Regions from separate parts of the Gossypium hirsutum genome. Here region 2 is linked to region 1. A link is a contact called in public Hi-C data. All regions are on one chromosome and are shown on one strand. The core of a region is the stretch at or near the end of the contact, and the rest is flanking DNA. Distances in the headings are between cores, read along the strand shown. Region 1 holds the start of LOC107892057 (zinc finger CCCH domain-containing protein 48). Region 2 holds the start of LOC107892051 (dihydrodipicolinate reductase-like protein CRR1, chloroplastic).

Region 1 (2,927 bases), core at 220-2,719:
TTGATTAAAGTCTCATGAATAATCAAGTTTGAAGACAAACATAAAATTCCCATCTTTTCATTCCAAGAAGCAGAAGACTAACTAAAACTGCCATAGAGAGAGAGAGGGAGAGAGAGAGAGAGAGAGAATCACACCTGACCAGTGTTGGTATCCCAAGCCCTCACAGTCTCATCTTTACTCCCAGTATAGAGCTTATCCATACCTGCCGGTAATGCAATTCCGGTAACAACCTGCGCAGAAAACAAACCCATCATCATACACTGCTAAGAATATGTTATGTGCCTAACAACATGATAAAGACTTGAATCCCTCATCCAAAGTATGAGATGTTATGCTTTCCCACCCTAACACTTAGCTTTTCCGTGTGGTTCCCCACAGGTTTATATCAATTGGCATCAGAGTCATTCACCATAAGTATTTGTGGCAATCGTGAGGCTTGATTCCACATGGAAAGCATGTTATTTTCTAGTGAGATTCATATGAATGCAGACTCTACCCACCTAATAGCTAGCTTTTGCAGTGAGGTACTTCAAAAGTTCATACCAAAATTAACAGCATAAAAGAAAAAAGAGAAGGCAAATACACTTACTTTCTGGTGTCCATCAAGGTGATTCAACAAGGTAAAGCATTCCCCTAAACTCCAGGAATGTAAAAACCTACACTTGTCTCCGTAACTACAGTTCCCTTGCACCCAATAATTACACACTTTCTCCGTTTTCCGAACCACCTTATTAGCCCCCATTCTCCCCCAACTATTGTTATGATTATTATTGAAGTTGGGGCCTCGTCGTAGGGCCGGACCCGAAAACCCAGAATCATCGGCGAAACGTTTGGGGGCACCGGATCCATTAGAGGTAGCGGCGGCGGGGCCAGAAGGATGAGGCAGTTCACGGTGCAAGAAAGGGCATGGGAAACGGGAGCACTTACCGGCCCTCCAATGATAACAAACTTTCTGGTTTTTTGAGGAGTCGGGTGAGGCAGCTGAAGAACCTCCGAGTCGGTTAAAAACGCGCCTGTTGCCGCCGTCTAAATCCATAATCCCCAATTTTTGTATCGGTAACAGAAGATAGATGGAAGAAGCTTCGGATTAAGCGTCTGGGAATTCTTGGAGCGAAAGAATCCGATCATGAAAGAGACCGCTGAAACCCTAATTGATTATGCAATAACGCAAAAAAAAAATTTCTTCAAAAACAGAAAAAGGAGGAGGATGGTTGAGTGCTGCGGTGACCGTTGCCGCTGGAGAGAAGGTGGAGAATGGCTGAGAAAGGAAAACTAGACAAGATCGCGTCAGCTTTACGTTAAATAAATCGGTAAGTGAGATTATATAATCCATCTAGTTTTGCATTGCTCCTTAAATTGTTTTTGGGCCAAAAAGCATCTTGAGTAAAAACTAAAATTTTTTAGTTCTGATTTTAAATAAAAAAAATTGCAAAGCTTTTTTTTTTCCTTCGGAAGTCCTTTCAAAAAGCTTAAAAACATAGTGTTTGTTAAAAGCAATATTTATTAATATGGTATCTCGAATTGTTTATTTTAGGGTAAATTATAAAAATAATTATTTTTGTTTGGTTCAGATTATATTTTAGTCATTTATATTTGAAATGTTATATTTTTGTTACTTATGCTATCGTTTTATTATGAAGTAGTCACTTTATCGTTAAGTTCTATTACTTTCCTAACGACAATCTTACGTGGCAGTCTAAATGAATTTTAAATGCCAATTCGGATGTTCAACTGGGATGAGAACAGTTTTTCAATCAAAATGGAAAACAAAACTAAAATAAAAAGGATATAAACTTTTCTTTTCCAATTCAATGTGTAATTAATTTAAAAACTTGAATTAATTAAATTTATTTAATTAAAAACCTATCTCATCCTAGTTGGACATCTAAGTTGACAGTTAAAACTCATTTGAATTGCCACGTAGGATTGTCGTTAGGGAGGTAACGAAGTTTTAACGGCAGAGTAACTACTTTGTAATAAAACGATAACGTAAATGACTAAAATGTAACATTTCAAACATAAGTGACTAAAATGTAATATAAAGTAAACAAAAGTGGCTATTTGTGTAGTTTATCCTTTAATTTATAATATTTATTAATTTGGTATGATATCGAAAAAAATAAAATAATAATTGTCTTGAGATAAGAAATCCTCCGTAACATGATAAATTGAATCATTCTGTATTAAAATTATTTGTTTTTTTATACAATAGCTGAATTTATCTATAATTTTTTCCCAACTTTTAAATAGGAGGATAAACATGCTTCAGCATGCTCAAACCCGCATCCTCCTGCACAAACAATAATACCGATGCAAACCGAGTTAAAACTCAATTGGCATTAAAATTATTTATTTTTATACATTATCCCCACAATATATATTAGAGATTGTTTTAATAAATTGAATTTGAAGAAATGTTAACTATTGGGTTTGTCATGTGTCGTTCTAGTAAGTATGCCACAAATATGGACATCATTTTTCGATGCAATCTGAGTTAAAACTCAATCGAAATTAAAATTATTTATTTAGAAAATACAATAACTTTCTTGTTTTAGTCCCTAATAAATAATAAATTAAAATTATTTATTTAGAATTTTGTTTTTAATTTTATTTATTTATTTACTTACATTATTTTTGGTAAATTACAATAATAAGGTAAAGCCCGAACAACAAATGCGCCTAGCGCAACTTGAACCCAAATCACATCTGGAGCGGTGAATACCTTGACCATCAAGTCATCACATGATGTTTTTATTTAATTGCATTTTAAACGGAATTATTATATCCTTCAATGATATTTCACTGAAATTTTTAAAATTACATGCAGGTTTAACTAAAGACAAAAAGGGATTTCATTATGTAAATTTCATGTTTAATTTAATTGATGTGAAATGAAAATTTAAATTTTATTGTTGATTATCCATAAT
Region 2 (2,927 bases), core at 122-2,621, 590 kb after region 1:
GGTTCTCAATCTAATAGGTTGAAAGTCACTTTCCAAATCAATACCTCGGCTAATTCAAGATCCAACCGGCCGGTTCGATTCAAATAACACTGGCTTTATATTTGTAATTTTTTTATTGACTTTTTTTTAAAAAAAAAGAAAGACAAAAATGTCATCATAATAATATAACTTAATTAAAATATACAAGGTTAATTTGATAATTTCTTTTGACTGAATTGTGTCAAGTTGACTCTTGACACTAACTCAATCATATGAAAATATCATATAACAAAATTTTTAAGGTTACTACAAGCTATATAACTGATGATTGTTAAATTTTAAGGTAAACTGCGTAGTTGGTCATATAACTTTAATAAGTTTTCATTTTAGGCATTAGAAATAAAAAATTTGCAATTAGGCACTGCCATTAACAATTGTTTTCATTTTAGTCACTCAACTTTAATAAGATTTAATTTTTGGTCAACCGTTCATTCAATTTATTGTACACTCTTTTTAGTCATAAAATTTTAATAAGTTTTCATTTTGGCCGCTCACTTTTTAAAAATTAATTTTAATATTTTCAAAATAAACCTAGCTTTTGTACGACATTGAGTTATTCAATCCTGGAGATGAAACCATGTTTAACTCAATTCTCCATACAAACCAAGTATTTTCCTGAAGAAACCTAGGTTGGAAAATTAAAAAAAAAAATGGTTTTCCCTGTGAAAACCCAATGTTTTAAAAATTAAAGGGAATTAAAAAGATTTTTCCCTATAATTCCTATAAACCCTTGGTTTTTCCCTTTTACAGAGAAGAAACAAAAAATAATTCTAAAAGGTTAAATTAAATTAAATTAAATTTTAAAAGAAAAATGAGTAACCAAAATGAAAAGTTATTAAAGTTGAATGACTAAAATGAGTGTAAAATAATATTGAATTAATAGCGAGTGATCAAAATAAAAGTCTATTAAATATGGGAGACTAAAATGAAAAACGGTTGTTAACAATAGTACTCAATTTGTAATTTTTTTTATTCTCAATACCCAAAATAAACACTTATGAAAGTTAGATAATCAAACTGTGTAGTTTATAACACCTCGGATTTCTTTTGCTTTGGGTTTCAATTAATCAAATATTTATTACTTGATAAAATCAAAAAGCAAACGGTGAATTTTTATTTCACCGAATCTTATAATTAAAAGAGTAAAGAAAAATAAAATACTTAGCAGCCTATTTCATGAATTATACGAGCTCACTGCTAAGACATGCATGTCGCTATCATACAATACTCTCCAAAAGAGGCTTGTCAAAACCCACACAAACCTTATCCGAGGAACAAAGCATGCGTGACAATAAAAGGTTTTAGGCAAAGAAGATTTTACCCTTATCAGCTGAGAAGGCTCAGTAGCTAAATATATTTAAGAACATCCATGGCGACCTTGAGCTGCCAGTTTCATCTTGCTATCCATCGACTTCCTTGCAATGCCAGAGTTAGGCCTTCCTTCTCTTGCTCAGTGCAACCCTCTCAAAGCAATATTAAGGTAGTGGTTCAATACCTGCACAAAAAATTTTCTGCGTTACTATTCATGGTGATTAAGAAGTTGTTTGTTCACAATTTGGGGAAACAGGTTGTTATAAATGGAGCAGCAAAGGAAATAGGAAGGGCTGCAGTAATTGCAGTGACTAAAGCTAGAGGAATGGAGGTGGCCGGTGCAGTGGATTCCTATTGTGTGGGAGAAGATATAGGAAAGGTTTAAAGTCCATTCATGTCTTGTTCCATGCACTTTTACCCCCTCAATAATCACTTGGCTATAAAATCCAACTTTTAACAGTTCCTTTTTCTACATTAGGTGTGTGATATGGAAGAGCCTCTAGAAATTCCTATCGTGAATGATCTCACTATGGTTTTAGGTTCGATATCTCAGGTAGCATTCCAATTTCAATATCTTTTTAAGTTGACTTCACCGGTCATACCATTTTGATCACAATAATTCTATCAGTCAAAAGAGACAGGAGTCGTTGTTGATTTCACTAAGCCTTCAGCAGTTTATGACAACGTAAAACAGGTTCGGTATCTAAACACTACTATATTCTTATATCAACTTATTTTGCAGCCTCAGTGAATAAGCAAGGATAAACCATATTTTTCATATGACCACTGAAATGTAAATTTTCTAAGAGTTATACTAGAATAGCTGATAATAGTTTTCTTTTCAACTTCTCATAGGCAACAGCATTTGGTCTGAGAAGTGTGGTTTATGTGCCTCGGATTACGGTTGACACAATATCAGCATTATCTGCATTTTGCGAGAAAGCCAGCATGGTGAGGACAGGGTGAGATATATTTCAATGTCTACTTGTCTCACAAAATATTTTATACCGCTTTAATTTGCAGAGCCAAGTAACTTGTTGTAATTCTAACGAATACGAAATATTTTAGGGTTGCCTAGTTGCACCAACTCTGTCTATAGGATCTATTCTCCTCCAGCAAGCTGCCATTTCAGCTTCCTTCCACTACAACAATGTAGAAATTGTTGAATCAAGGGCGCATGCAACAGTAAGCTACAAGTTACATTTGGGTTTTTATATTTTCTATGGCTTTCAGTACAAATGTCGAGATGCAGTTGTCACGGCAGTCATCCAAAGTTAAATGAAATAAACACACATCTATAGAATGTGTGGTGCAATGAAGTATATGAATGTAGTTTTGCATTATGCTTTGACAATTAAGTCTACATAACTCCAACATACATGTCCCTTGTAGATGACCTGATGAGATACTAAACTTGTCATTGATTACAGGATCTTCCCTCACCAGATGCCATCCAGATTGCCAACAACCTCTCCAACCTTGGTCAGATCTACAACAGAGAAGACCTTTCAACAGATGTTTCGGTAAAGCATTGATATACAGAAAATGATGGTAGAACCAAAATGTCAAAAAGTGAA

What was found. Hi-C and Micro-C count contacts between places; a contact is called where the count stands out from the background.
Region 2: a Hi-C map of leaf shows a contact between it and region 1, with 1.7 times the contacts expected there. The contact joins the promoter of LOC107892051 here to the promoter of LOC107892057 in region 1. A contact is called at or near these places in 4 of 34 Hi-C or Micro-C datasets (all in leaf).

Annotation. Positions count from the first base shown.
Region 1 is chrD09:15,161,712-15,164,638 of Gossypium_hirsutum_v2.1, forward strand. It overlaps LOC107892057 (zinc finger CCCH domain-containing protein 48), which reads right to left and starts at 1,470. Exons shown (of 9, transcript XM_016817028.2): 1 at 590-1,470; 2 at 135-230. The coding sequence starts at 1,036.
Region 2 is chrD09:15,754,691-15,757,617 of Gossypium_hirsutum_v2.1, forward strand. LOC107892051 (dihydrodipicolinate reductase-like protein CRR1, chloroplastic) reads left to right here and starts at 1,372. Exons shown (of 10, transcript XM_016817016.2): 1 at 1,372-1,519; 2 at 1,607-1,729; 3 at 1,829-1,903; 4 at 1,979-2,044; 5 at 2,206-2,301; 6 at 2,419-2,535; 7 at 2,781-2,873. The coding sequence starts at 1,409. It overlaps LOC107892052 (protein COFACTOR ASSEMBLY OF COMPLEX C SUBUNIT B CCB2, chloroplastic), which reads right to left. Exons shown (of 8, transcript XM_041101848.1): 6 at 2,730-2,839; 7 at 1-1,534.